Regions from separate parts of the Macaca fascicularis genome. Here region 2 is linked to region 1. The links are chromatin contacts, called in public Hi-C maps. All regions are on one chromosome and are shown on one strand. Each heading gives the region's core, a stretch centred on a gene start, on an enhancer-like site or on the middle of the called end of the contact. The rest is flanking DNA. Distances are from core to core; before and after follow the strand shown.

Evidence for each region. A called contact is a pair of places that touch in the nucleus more often than the background predicts.
Region 2: a contact with region 1 is called in a Hi-C map of liver, with 3 times the contacts expected there. The contact joins two enhancer-like sites. A contact is called at or near these places in 2 of 2 Hi-C or Micro-C datasets (liver and skeletal muscle).

The regions. Positions count from the first base shown.
Region 1 is chr15:4,897,770-4,905,030 of T2T-MFA8v1.1, forward strand. No RefSeq gene overlaps it. Among named protein-coding and RNA genes, the nearest start is that of RXRA, 140 kb to the right of the region's middle. Within about 2 kb of position 2,487, at least 3 of the 6 cell types and tissues checked have an H3K27ac peak or open chromatin away from gene starts, as enhancers often do. A contact at or near this core is called in liver, where this site is marked.
Region 2 is chr15:5,201,096-5,208,356 of T2T-MFA8v1.1, forward strand. No RefSeq gene overlaps it. Among named protein-coding and RNA genes, the nearest start is that of BRD3, 36 kb to the right of the region's middle. Within about 2 kb of position 2,551, at least 1 of the 6 cell types and tissues checked has an H3K27ac peak or open chromatin away from gene starts, as enhancers often do. A contact at or near this core is called in liver, where this site is marked.

The sequences.
Region 1 (7,261 bases), core at 1,237-3,736:
CCCGTGGGGAGGGATGAGGCCTTCGAGGGGTTCGGGCAGGCTTCTGACCGACCTGTTTACAGCCAGTGTCTCCCAGCGAAGAACCACCCGGGGGTCACACAGACCAGGTGGATGCCTCCCCACCGGCTGTTGGGTCAAGACCAGGGTGGCCCCTGGGGGAATTTTTCAGGGTGGCTGCTCCTAAATTCAGCAGCACTGCAAACTCCCAAAAGGTCTGCCAATTTCACCTCAATTTCTGCAGGCCCCAGGAGGATGATGCACACCCCTCCCTCCATATCCTGCCCCACCTTTCCCTTCAAGAGTTAATGGAGACCTGGAGCCCAGCGTCCCATCACAGCCCGGTCCTTGCCATTCAGCCTCCAGCCTCGCCCAGAGCCCTCACCCTGGCAGAAGGCAAAACTCAGGCTCAGAGGACAGGCACTTGCAGGCTGGGACTGGGTCCAGAGTCTGGCTGTCCGGTCCCTGCCTGGAGCTCTCAGCCCATCCAGGCCAGTGGAAAGTCCAGCAAAGAACTGCCACAGCCCCCACCAAACCCTCGGCAGGCGGTGGGAGGGGACAGAGAGCTCCCCGGTAAGCAGAGAGCCAGCAGCTACTTTCCATGGAAAAAATGTCTTAAGGCCCCCCCAGAGGCCGGGAGGCCCCAGCCATGACTCAAGGCTCTGCTGCTGAGGAATCGCTCCCGACCAGACAGCCCCTCGGCCCAGGCAGGCTCCACCCCGCCCCCGGCTCCCATCACGCCAAGGCCCCATTCCAGGCAGGGCCCCAACGTCAAACCCCGGGGCCCCACTGCAGGCTCCGAGGCTCTCTGCATCTCACCCTGGCCATGGTGGGAGCCATTAGGCCTCGACGAGCACAGGCCCTGCTGCTTGGGCCCGTCTGCAGGGTCCTCAGCTGCCCATCTGCAGAGTGGGAGGGGGGTCTGTGGGGTGGCTCCCCATGGGCCTTAAAAGTCCACCAGAGGCTTGGCCAAGGCGAGCCCAGAGGGAGGGCTGCAGTCCTTGGCCCCTGGTAGACTGAGTGCCAGAGGGCAGGGCCTGGGTGTCACGGCACAGCCCCAGTCAACTGTCAATAAACACTGGTGGGTGCGACTCCGAGGCCTCCGGCAGACACACTCATCCACACCACGGAACTGGGCTTCTCCTTCGGGTTTCATTTCAAGGTGTTTCTGAGACTACACCTGGAGGTGACAGGACACTACACCACAGTCCAGAGACCCTGTCTGTGACAGCCTCAAGGCAGAAGTACTTGCCACGTGGCAGGCAAACCCTTCCTGCCCTGGGGTACCTTGGCTCTAAAAAGCCTCAGGGGTCTGGGGCAGGTCTGGGAGAGGCTGTGTCCTTCTCCCAGAGGCCGGGGCTCCATCAGGGTGCGGCACTGTCCCTGAGGACTCTCAGGCAGAGAAGCCCTTGGACTCTCAGGCAGAGAAGCAGCAAAGAGGACCAACCCATCTCAGCAAAGAGAATCACCCCAGCTCCTCAGATTTCAGACGCAGGCAGGACCCAGCTCAGGATGACCCCAGGGCAGGAAGGACAGAGATGGTGACCAGAAGCTGGGAACACTGTGAGAGACACAGACCCCAGCCCCACCCAACAGGACACAGAGGGTCTCAGACCCCGGCCATACCCTACAGGACACAGGGGGACTCAGACCCTGGCCCCATCCCACAGGACACAGACCCTGGCCCCACCCCACAGGACACAGAGGGACACAGACCCTGGGCCCCCCCAACAGGACACAAAGGGACACAGACCCTGGGCCTACCGCATAGGACACAGCAGAGGGACACAGACCCCGGGCCCCCCCCACAGGACACAGAGGGACACAGACCCCGGGCCTCCCCCACAGGACACAGAGGGACACAGACCCCGGCCCCACCCCACAGGACACAGAGGGACACAGACCCTGGGCCCCCCCAACAGGACACAAAGGGACACAGACCCTGGGCCTACCGCATAGGACACAGCAGAGGGACACAGACCCCGGGCCCCCCCCACAGGACACAGAGGGACACAGACCCTGGGCCTCCCCCACAGGACACAGAGGGACACAGACCCTGGGCCCACCCCACAGGATGCTGGGACGATGGTGACACCCAGCTGCATGCTACAGGACACTGGAAACCGCTGATCCTGGGGCAATTGGAAAGCAGGGACCCCTGAGGGCCTGGCCATGGCCCCCCTGCCAGCCTGGACCCTCATAGCTCTGTCTTGGAGTGGAAGCTGAGCTCTAGGCAAGGCTGGGCCATTTCTGTCCAGGAGCCTATGGCGTCAGACAGGGTGGATGCAGCTTGAGCAGGGGAAGGCACAGCTGGAGCTCAGAGAGGGGGCACTCCAGCATGTCCACAGTTAGGGACCCCTTCGCCCAGCTTCAGCTTCCCTCCTGGGAGAGACCCCTGTTGGTGGGCTGTCGGGCTGAAGCATGGCCGGCCGCTGGCCCGAGCCGTGTTTCGTGGGGTGTGTGTCACCACGCAGTCCGCGAGCTTCATAGTTTCCCACTGACGTCACCGCATGGCTTGAATCTGAAGTGACTGCGAACCCTCAGAGGCATAATTGCAGTTGTCTTTGCAAAGTGAAATCAGATGGCTTTTCCAAACCTCCCCCAGCCCTGCCTTCTCCCCACTGCTCTCCCTTTTTTTTTTTTTTTTTTATTATGTTCCTTGGACCACATCCAGATGTTTCCTGCAACTACAACCCTCCAAGAAGTTACAAAAAGAGAGCGAGAGTGTGCAGCTTCCTGCCTGCAGGGTGGAAGTGGCGACGTGGCAGGGTGGGGGCGGCCACGTCTACAGGGTGGGCGGGGGCGACCACGTCAGCAGCTGGGGCAGCAGCAGGCTCCAGGCAGGTCCCAACCCCCTGCCTCCTTGTGCCTGGGGTCTGGGTGCTGAGAGACAAGGCCGTGGGGCCAGGGTGCGTGAGGGACAGCCCCTCCCTGGCCGCTACGGCCCGGGCCCAGCTGTGGGCCGAGTGGAGACCATGGCCGGGAAGGAGCAGGGCATTGCGGTCAAGATCAGCCTTTGGGTTCAGGCTGCTCTGGGCGCCACTCCCAGCTGCGCTACTTATACGTGTGGCCTGGGAGCCACGTCTCCACCGGAACCTCTGTTTCCACGGCGATAGGGCTGGTTGCTGGGAGCTTTAATTAAAACCAGTCTCTGTCCACTGCTGGCAGCAGGGAGTGTCTCACCTGGACCCAGGCACCTAGGACAGGTGCGGTCTCGGAAGACACAGCAGAGCCTGACACGGAGGGGCTTACAAGGGAAGGACCTTGAAGGAGGCCCAGGGTTTCCTGAGGCACAGGCAGGGAAGGGGGGCCGAGGCGAGGAAGCGGCTTCATCAGAGGCCTGGCGGCTGGGCACACAGGCTGTGGGGGCCCAAGGCATTCCTGAGAGAGCCGCACGTGCGGGTCTCTGGAGAAGCAGGTCCAGCATTTCCAGGAGAAGGGGGGTCCTGTAGGTTTCTCCTGCGGTGTCCCTCTGTCCTGTCTGCCTCCCTCATCCAGAGGATTCCCAACTGTAGGGGGCAAGCAGGGCAGGCTCACACCCGACCTCAGTCCACAGCCTGTACCTCTCTGACCTAGGCCATCCCTGGGTGTGGGCACAGTCCCTGGTGGGCAGAGCTGGGAATGTGGACAAGTGGAGACAGGTGTCAAGGCCAGGCGAAGGCTCAGCAAAATGTCTAAAGGGGGAAAAATGGCCCCCGAACCTTCCATGGGCTGTTTCAGAAATAGGACTTGAAAGTTCGTAGTCAACCCAGGCTGACACCTCCTTGTCACCTGCCTTCAGAACCCATCAACAGAAATGCTGACACTGCAGTTCAGGGTCCGCAAACCACCCTCAGGCTCAGGGACGTGCCGGACTGGCTCACAGAACTCAGCCAGGCAGCAATACTGGAGGTCAGGGTTCAGCACCGTGAAAGAACACAGCCTTGAACCAGCAAAACAGCCATCTCCAGACGGCAGGGTTTAGTCAAGACCAGACTCCAGCACCCAGGGGTCCCGTCTCAGTAGAATCGGGCAGACAATGCTCAATTCTCCCAGAATGGTGTGCACCCGCCCAGGGTTCCTACTGGGGATCCATCGCAAAGACATGCCTGACTGTCCGTGTGCTTGGCCTTGGTCTCATCCCCAGGATGATGAGCTGATACAGCATAGCCCAAGGTCCCACTGTAAATGACATCATTAGCACGGTCACTAGGGTGGCCCAAGACCCCCAAGCAAACACAGACACTTATCACACTGTATATGGCAAGTGGGTAGAGGTCAGAGGTCACCTCCCAGGAACTAGGCCAGAGCCAGACCTTCCTTTGGAATGTGCAGGGTGTGGACAACTCGGGCCTGCTGAGTTAACCCTTTCCTGCACAGTGACCAGAGCCCACCAGCACCCCACTGGGAGATGATCAGCTTGAATGAGTCCCGACTGGGGCGGGAGACAGGAGGAGGCGGAGAAAACCACAGACAAAATTACAGCCCAGCGGGAGCCAGGGCAGCTGGCGTCACCTCCACTTTACAGATGATGGGACGGAGGCAGGAAGAGGGGTTATGACGTGTCCAGGTCACAGAGCCAGCCTGGGATGGTGCCAAAACCCAACCCTGTCCTCATGCAGCTTGCTCCTGTCACCCCTGGCTCCACCTCTTCAGCAGTGGAGGAGCCAAACGGGGCCTGGCCCACGTCTTGAGGGGGGCTCGAGAACGGGGGGCCTGGTGGTGGCTGCCTCTGGGGAAGCAGTGGCATCTGTCTTGAACCTAAGGTGGAGCTTCAGTTTTGAGAGCAAGTGTTCTTTGTGTGGCCACGTGCTGGGCCCTGCTCAAACCTCTTCAGACTCCCAGCAAGAATGAGGTCGGGCCCTTTCCACCCTGAAATGTGTAGCAAGCTTCTGAGAAAGGGGAGGGCAGTGCCTAACCCTCAGGACGGAGCCCCGGGGAGGGCAGTGCTTAACCCTCAGGAGAGAGCCCCCAGGGAGGGCAGTGCCTAACCCTCAGGACGGAGCCCCGGGGAGGGCAGTGCCTAACCCTCAGGACGGAGCCCCGGGGAGGGCAGTGCCTAACCCTCAGGAGAGAGTCCCAGGGATGGCAGTGCCTAACCCTCAGGACAGAGCCCCGGGGAGGGCAGTGCCTAACCCTCAGGAGAGAGCCCGGGGGAGGGCAGTGCTTAACCCTCAGGAGAGAGTCCCGGGGATGGCAGTGCCTAACCCTCAGGACAGAGCCCCGGGGAGGGCAGTGCCTAACCCTCAGGAGAGAGCCCCGGGGATGGCAGTGCTTAACCCTCAGGAGAGAGTCCCGGGGATGGCAGTGCCTAACCCTCAGGACAGAGCCCCGGGGAGGGCAGTGCCTAACCCTCAGGAGAGAGCCCCGGGGATGGCAGTGCTTAACCCTCAGGAGAGAGTCCCGGGGATGGCAGTGCCTAACCCTCAGGACAGAGCCCCGGGGAGGGCAGTGCCTAACCCTCAGGAGAGAGCCTGGGGGAGGGCAGTGCTTAACCCTCAGGACGGAACCCCGGGGAGGGCAGTGCTTAACCCTCAGGAGAGAGCCCCGGGGAGGGTAGTGCCTAACCCTCAGGAGAGAACCCCGCTGCTACGATCCTGGGCAGCAGGGAGGCAGCGTTAGAGGAGGGGGAGGCCTCCTTCCTGCCCCCACCAAATCACACGGACCATCGGATGTGGATTCCAGAACAACTCCCTCCTTCCACAGAAGGAGAAGCTGAGGCCTCGACGGAGCAGAAAGGATGAGCCTGTGGTCACACAGAGATTGTCCCAGGCCGGCCGCTCCCAGGCTGCTCATCCAGCTAAGGATGTCCCTGACGTGGGTTCCTTTGGGTTCCTCATAGAAACGTTTTGGAAGATTTGTGTCTAAGGGTTTTAACGAAAATGGCAACTTTCCAGGCTGGTCTCAGATAGCAATCGTGAGCAGCCCTGCCGGCCAGCGCTCACCTGGGGCCCCAACCACTGGGGAGGGGAAGGGGGCATGTTGAGTCAGCAGCAAGAGAGATTGCAGTTAGACCTAAGAAGGACCACCCAAGTGAGAGCCAGATGGCCATGCCTTGTTATAGACAAGTTTCAGGAGCCTCTCCACACCCCACCCCCAGCACTTCCTCCTATAACATGCAGGTACAGGACCTGGAAGTTCACAGGCACACGCACAGTAGCCTGAGTGATCTCAGGAAGTCCTTAAAAATAGGTTGGACCAGGGGATACCATCCAGTGGTCTGACCAGCATAGCTCAACGTTTATGGACTTTTCGGCGGGCAGGCACCAGTCTGCCCTCCCAGGCTGATAACCAGAAAGGCAGGCCATGATTCTTCCAATTAGCTTAATTGGGAAATTGATTCCATGTGGTCTCAAGGGCCACCAACTACGGGAGAAGGCAGGGCAGCGGGACAGTGAGTCTCCCAGCACCAACCCACGGAGCCCACACCCGGAGGGGGCTTACGGGCTCAGAGCAAGGAGCTTTATTCCACACGTTCTCCTCTCCTTGTACTTCCAACCCCACCATCTGGTTGGAGCTCTAGCTCATGCAGATGCTCTGAAAACCGTGGCTGTAAGTAGCTGGACCTCCAGGCCCTAGTGTTTGTCACTATAAGATGGGGAGCATCAACAGTGGCCCAGGGACCAGGAATAAGATGATCTGAACCATGGGTCCATAAGAAGCACCTGGTGGGGAGGTCATTAAAGGCTCTTGGTTTCTTCAGGCTGACCTGGACCTTCATGAGCCCTACTTGGGGCACCAGGGAATTGGGAGATTTTCTTTTCCCTATTTTTCACCTGAAGAACTCCTGTTCATCCTTCAGTGCCCCAATCCAGTGCTGCCTTCTCTGGGAAGCCATTCAGCCTCCTCTACCCATGGTTGCTTCTCCTCCGTATTCCCATAGTACCTTGATTGTGACCTCCTTATGGCACAGATCAGCCCACATTTGCTGCCCACATGCAACACCATGTGAATATTCTAGACCAGGACTGTCCAATGCACAAGCCACTTGCCACATGTGGTTTCAAGAGCCTAAAATGTGACCTGTACAAATTGAGATGTGCTACAAGGCTAAGATAAACACCAAATCTCAAAAACTTGCCACCAAAATATGAATGTAAAATACCTCGATAATTGTTATATTGATTGCATGTGGAAATTATAATATTGTTTATATATCAGGTTAAATAAAATATTACCCTTATTTCACCTGGTTTTAGTGTGGCTACTAGGAAATTTTAAATTAATTACGTATATGGCTCACATTGGATTTCTACTGAACAGACTCTACAAACTCTGCTCTTTC
Region 2 (7,261 bases), core at 1,301-3,800, 300 kb after region 1:
CCCACACTTTGGTGCTGTGACATCTTTTGGGCCAATCCCAAGAAGGTTCAACCTCCTACTCCAGCCCCAACCCCCAGCCTCACCAGCAGCCCTCCCGGGGCCTCTGCCTAGGCCAGGTCCCCGCCTGGAGTGCCTTCTTCCTTGGCACAGCGATGACCGTGCAGGCCCTGGCCTCCCTCCCGAAGACCCCGGCCCCACTCGGCCTCTCAGACCAGAAAAGCCCCTTCCTCTTGGCGCCACCCATCCCCAAAGCCTGGCCTCCATTTCTGCTTAAAACCCGCACTCAGGGTTGCTGCAAAGTTCTCCTAAGTAGGGGCTGCCCTGGTGTGTGTGGAGTTATCCCAAAGTCATTCCACACCCCCTGTGTGGCCTGGGGCCGGCAGGTGGCCTCTCTGTGCCCTGGGTTTCTCACCTGTCTGTCCAGGCAACAGCAATGGCCACCTCTCGCCAGCCTTGCTGTCCTCAGAATGACTTGTTAAAATGGCCTGCCTCCCCTCCTGGGGTACCGAGGACCTCAGCCCCAGAGAACTGCGCGGGGGTCTGTGAGTGGCTAAACCGAGACACACAAGCTGGGCTCACTGGCCTGCACCACATCCTCCTGTCTCTGTGGCACAGGCTGGGCTTCTGACGATGGAGAGGACTTGTCCTCTCGCCTGTCCCCAGCCCATATCCACAAACACCCGTGGGAACAACTGAACGAGAGAGAATTACAGCAAGAGCCCTCTTGCAGGCTGCCTCTGGGATCTAGAGGCAGAGCCGGACCGTGGGCAGCCTGAGAAGTTTCCAGAACGGCTGTGAGCCAGTTCCTGGAGGGTGGACGGCCTGTGTCTGAATGCCGCCTGGTCCCGTAGGCCCGAGGCTCCATCCCTTCTTTTTTCAGGCCCTCGGGATGCTCACAGGGAGCCAGTCCAGGGATATTTACGTCCCTGAGGAAGGGGAGCCCCAGAGCTTGGTCCATGCAGAGCTTCCGGCCCATCGGAGCCTCGGGGCCCAGGGCAGAACTGGAGTGCTCCGGAGGCCAGCTGGGTCAGGCAAGAAGGGTCTCCGGCCAAACGCCAACCCTGGGAACGTTCCGTCCCCTCCTCCCTCCTGTACGTCCGGGGTCAGCAGTCACTTTATTAATAGAGGCCCTTGAGCCCTGAGAAGAGGCCTTCTCCCCCTAGACGGTCATCACCCTCTCTGCAGAAGCAGGGGACGGCAGCCCCTTGAGCAGGCTTGACCGGGAGGCCATGGGGGGCATCCCTGCAGAGTCGGAGAGACCCAGGGAGTCCTGGGCCTGCCAGGCAGGGCGGTTACCACTCTGCCCAGAGGTCACCACAGGCACTGGGAAGGGAAATGCATTTTCTCCTTCCTAAGACACCATCTACTTCAAGGCCAACATCCATTTCTTAATAGCGCTGGGGGCAGGGGGTGGGGCGGCAAAAAGAAACCACGGTAACTGTGTACTTCGGGCAAAGTGCCTCGTCCTCAGGAACCCAGGACGTGACGGAGAAGGCATCTGCACGCGGGGAAACATCCCATTTTAAACCCTCTGGGCCATCGATACACAACACCGGAAGAGCCTTATCTGGACCCTCCCGCTCCCCCTGCACATCACTGACAGAGTCTTCCACTCCCAGAAAACCTTCAAACACACAAAAACGCATGCTGCGTCCTTCCCTTGCCCTCCAGGGCCTCCCTGAGCTGCTCCACACTCTGGACCCAATGGGAAACAGAAACCCATAGGAATGCCAACGACTCTCCTCCATAGAAACGCCAGTGGTGCCCGTCACGTGCTGACTGGCGAGGTTAGGGCTCCTTTTAGTTTCTATTGTACTGTTTCTCCATGTCGTGTAGTTTGTTGTTTGTTTTTAGAGATGCGGTCTCACTCTGTCGCCCAGGCTGGAGTGCAGTGGCATAATCACAGCTCACTGCAGCTTCGACCTCCCAAGTTCAAGCAGTCCTCCCACCTCAGCCTCCTGAGTAGCTGGGGCCACAGGTGCGTGTCACCACGCCTGGGTAATTTTTACATTTTTTGTACAGATGGGGTCTTGCTGTGTTGCCCTGGCTGGTCTTGAACTCCTGGAGTCAAGTGATCCTCCAGTCTCAGCCTCCTGAGTAGTTGAAACTACAGGCATGAGCCACCACGCCCGGCTCAGTGTGGCTTTAAATGCCGCTATAGTGAGCAGGTATTCTGTGTATCACACAGAAAACATGACCTCAAAAACACAATGCCAGAGAGAGTCCGGACTGCAACTGGAACTGCTGCGTGCTGGGCGCACACCAAGAACCCCACAAATCTAGGCACCTCCCAGCATCTCCTGGGGCCCTGCTGCCAGCTGCACCTGAGGGTGTCACTTTACATGTCCTGTGGACACTCCAGCCTCAGTTTCTCCATGGGGTAAACAGGACAGGGCTGACTGCCACCGAGCCCTCACCATGAGCCCAACCCCAGAGCGGGCACTCTGCAGATCAGTCCCTTCAAAGGGAAGACACTGAGGCACAGAACAGTTAGGGGCCTTGCCTAAGCCCAGAGAAGCTGGGCGGAGAGGGCTGTGGTGAGAGCAGGGAGCCCTGGCCAGGACGCAGGTTGGTGCGGTGCGGCCCCGCCCCCTGGTGGACGCTGCTGGAACTGCCCAGCCCTGCGCCCTAAAAGGGTGTCCCACCCTAAGAGGGGCGACTGGCTGGGGCAGACACTTGGGCAGACACCCAAGCCTCCGAGCACAGCAGCCTGACACTGGAATAGTGCTCCCAAACTGATCAAAGCAGCCAGGCGCTGTGGCTCACGCCTGTCATCCCAGCACTTTGGGAGGCTGAGGCAGGCGGATTGCCTAAGCTCTAGAGTTCAAGACCACCCTGGGCAACATGGTGAAACTCCGTCTCTACTAAAACACAAAAATTAGCCAGGAGTGGTGGCGGGCACCTGTCATCCCAGCTACTCGGGAGGCTGAGGCAGGAGAATTGTTTGAACTCAGGAGGTCGCAGTGGGTCAAGATGGCGCCACTGCACTCCAGCCTGAGTGACAGAGACTCTGTCTTAAAAAAAAAAAAAGGTGATCAAAGCAGAGGCAGGGGTAGGAGGAACACCCCATCCTGGGGCCAACCCACCACCCAGGCCAAGACCAGCAGGACGGGGGCTGGCAGGTAGGGACACCCACCAGCCAGGGGCAGTTCCAAAGGACCAACCCATTCGAAAGGCTGCTGGTCAGCGTGGTGGCCATTAGGAGTGGCCTTGAAGCTGACCCTATGGGCCCCAGTGGTTACTCAAAGACTTGTGATGGCCCCAGGAGGGTCCTGGGTCACCGAGGCCTTCCGTTCCGAGAGGCAATGGGTCCTTGGGGCCTCTGGCTATTCCTGGGAATGTCGCCTTGGCTCTGATACTTCCCCGGCTCCCAGCGGAGAGCCTCCCAGGAACCTAGGAAGGCCTCTGGGACCAGCCAGCAGGTGGGTGGAGGTGAGTGAGAGGTGGGCAGGGCAGGGGCCAGGCGACCCCATTCCTGCCTCACCCCACCCCAGGCAGCCCACAGATGCTGTCAGTAAGATGTGTCTCCAGGGGACATTCCCTGTAAAGACAGCTGTGATCCCGCCACCACATCGCTAACTCCCCAGGATGCTGCCGGCGGCCGGGAGGAGCGTTTCTCCCTGCACTCACTCCACCCTTGCTTCGTCCGTCCTTCTTTGTGGGTGCCTGGAGAAAGAGCAGGCAGCCTCAGCCAACCACATGGCCGGGTTTCTGTGCAGGGAGAACGGCCACCTGTGGGGGCCCAAACTGTCCCCAGCCTTCTCTCCTGCCGAGTACTGACTCACCAACACTTCCCCAGATCTGGAGCAGAAATGTCATCAGCATTCTGGAAAACGCAGGCTCCCCAAAGCCATGTGAGCCTGGAAATAAGAGTACAGGGCCAAGAGCAGTGGCTCACGCCTGGAATCCCAGCACTCTGGGAGGCTGAGGCGGGCGGATCAATCCAGGTCAGGAGTTCGAGACCAACCTGGCCAACATGGTGAAATCCCGTCTCTATAAAAAAAAAAAAAAACCCAAACAATTAGCTGGGCATGGTGGCACATGCCTGTAATCCCAGCTACTCTGGAGGCTGAGGCACGAGAATTGCTTGAACCTGGGAGGCAGAGGTTGCAGCAAGCCAAGATCGCACCACTGCACTCCACCCTCGGCAACAGAGCGAGACTCCATCTCCAAAAAAAAAAAAAAAAAAAGAACGCAACCTCACCAGCCTAGAGATCCCATTTGCCAAGACCGTTGAGTAAGTGACACATCCCCCGGCCTCATTTTCATAAGCCCTACTGTTCGCTAATAGGTTTTTTTCTCTTTTTTTTTTTTCTCTTTTTTTTTTTTTTTTTTTTTGAGACAGAGTCTTACTCTGTTGCCCAGGCTGGAGTGCAGCGGCATGATCTCAGCTCACTGCAACCTCCCTCCTGGGTTCAAGCAATTCTCCTGCCTCAGCCTCCCGAGTAGCTGGGATTATAGGTGCCCACCACCACACCCGGCTAATTTTTGTATTTTTAGTAGAAATGGGGTTTTACCACATTGGCCAGGCTAGTCTCGAACTCCTGACCTTGTGATCCGCCCTGCTTGGCCTCCCAAAGTGCTGGGATTACAGGTGTGAGCCACCACACCCGGCTAGGCTTTTCTTTAAAGAAAAAAAAAAAAAGGAATTGTGCAAGTTTAACACAGTATTTCCCAGTTTTCTTCCCTTTTGCCCATGGGACATTTCAAGAGACAACTGGTCACTGAAGCCAATGCCAGGAAATGCTGCTTGAGGGCAAATAACAAAAGCCCTCCAGCTCCCGTTACTAGGGCTGCCAAATTTAGCAAATAAAGATACAGGGCACGCCATTACCTTTGAGGCTCAGATAAACAATAAGTTTTAGTATAAGTGTGTCCCATGAAATATTTGCGATGTGCTTACAGTAAAACATGACTCATTTGGCTGAGATTCCATCTCAATGGGGCATCTTGTATACTATGCAGTAGCCCTGCCTGCCTTGACACTTGAGGGGAAAAGCACGCATGGCCCAGGGCTTTGCCAGGGCTGGAAGGGAACCCACGCCTACCCTGCCCATGTCCAGCACTGGGAGCTGGGGGCCGGGTCCCTACCCCACCACTCTAGCAATAACTTCTGGGGTGGGCTGGGCACATTGGCTCATGCCTGTGATCCCAGCACTTTGGGAGACTGAGGCAGGTGGATCACCTGAAGACAGGAGTTTGAGACCAACCTGGCCAACATGGTGAAGCCCCATCTCTACTAAAAATACAAAATTAGCTGGGTGTGGAGGCGTGCACCTGTAATCCCAGCTACTCAGGAGGCTAAGGCCAGAGAATCGCTTGAATCCGGGAGACGGAGGTTGCAGTGAGCCGAGGTGGCACCAGTGCACTCCAGTCTGGGAGACAGAGCAGGATCTGGGAGGGCATCCCCTATGCCACGTCTGACTGTGGATCTCCAGGTGGTGGTAGACCCTAGCTCCATGAGACGTTCATTTTCCACTATTCAGGATAAGCGTTCAAATTCCTCGTGGTTAGAGGAATTTTCCAGCTTTGAGACTCTGTCTCAAAAAAAAATTGTGTAGTGCCCTTGAGCAAGTTTCTCCCCTCCCTCAGTCTCCATGTGCTCAAAATGGGAGGGTCAGTAGGCGATCTCACCTTTTCTTATTTCTGGAACTTTCTCTGGCTGTAGCCTGATTTCATACGGGGGACTCTAAGAACGGCCCTCGGAAAGCGAGACTTAGGATCCAATGAGTTATATTCCTGGTGACTCGAGTGGAGTGCAAAGCGGACTCCCCGAGGGTGATCACTCTGGTTGCCCCGTCCACCTTTCCGCCCCAGACGCCAGGCACTTGGAGCTGGGCTGACTCTTCCTCTGGTCCAGACACATTTGTGGGCCCCAGAGGGACTTCAGCGGTTGACATGAGCATGTGCCCGAATCAGGGCTGAGGGCATGAGTCTCGGGGCAATACCAATACTGATCATGCCTTTGTTCAACAAACACTTTGGGACACCCTGTGTGCAAGCGGTGCACACATCTTGGGATGCAGCGGTCAGCAGGAGAGGCGGCGTCTGTCAGAGCCGGAGTTCAGAGACACCAGCAGACGTGGGGCAAAGCAGCCTCCATCCGTGCAGCGCAGGCTGCTTCCGCGAGTTCTGCACCGAGTCCAAGTCGGTGCTGTGGCCTCCCAGGTCCTTCCAGCCTGGTCCTCCCAACCCTGCAAAGACCCTCTTGCCATCTTCCCTCTTCTTGGGTCACCACTGGTAAGTCTCCTGGGTGACGTGCAGACCTCCAACCTCCACCCAAAGTAAAGACAGGCTGCTATGATATCAGGCAGGACCCAAAGGGCCTCAGTGAATACAGATTCCCGGGCCTGACCACAGACCCCGGACTCAGACTAGGGAAGAGACAAGAATCTGCATCTTAGCAAACCCCATCCTCGTGACAACACAGGCAGGTGGGCAGTGCACAGAACACCGGCTGGACAGATGCTTGGGCCCCCTGGAACTTACAGAGCCCCAAAGCCACCCGTCCTTCACAGTCTGGGCCCCAGGGTGACACCAGGCCTCCTGCTGCCAAAGATCACCAGCCAGGCACACCACTCCCAGCCCCCAAGGTCCTGGCTCTGACCTCAAGGCTGCTGCTCCCCGCCCCACACCTTGACCATCTTTGCAGGGTGAGCAGTGCCTTCCTCATGCACTTGGTTTCCTATTTGTAATCCAGGGCTTGCCCTGAACCTTCTAGAGAAAACCTGACTCAGGGCTGGCCTCCTGCAGCAGTGCCCAGCCCAGTCCACCAGGTCTCCAGGGAGAGGAAGTTAAGGAAACTTAAGAACCTGCCTTAACTTACAAATTCAGTTTTGGTTTTTCTAATTAATATGCGCAACTGGAAACACACACATCCCAAAAGCTCTGAGAAATGAGTATGGCCATTCACAGCCCACAGCACACGGCCACCAGGAGTGGGCCACTGAGGACCTCTGTGCTTGTTTGTGCACACATCCATGTGCGCAGGCACATATGTCTGCATGTGTATACACATCTTCCGGTGTGTAAACGTGTGTCCACAATGCATGCGTGCACTTGCAAGTGTGACTCGTGTGCAGACGTGTGCGTGTGCAGACATGTGCACGTGTAGACGTGCGCGTGTAGACATGCACATGTACATACGTGTAAGGACGTGTGTGCACCATGTATGCACACGTGCATGAATGTGCAGAGGTGTTGAGGACGCATGTGCATCGCGCGCACAGCGATGATCCTCGCCAGGCCGGGTGGTGCCCCA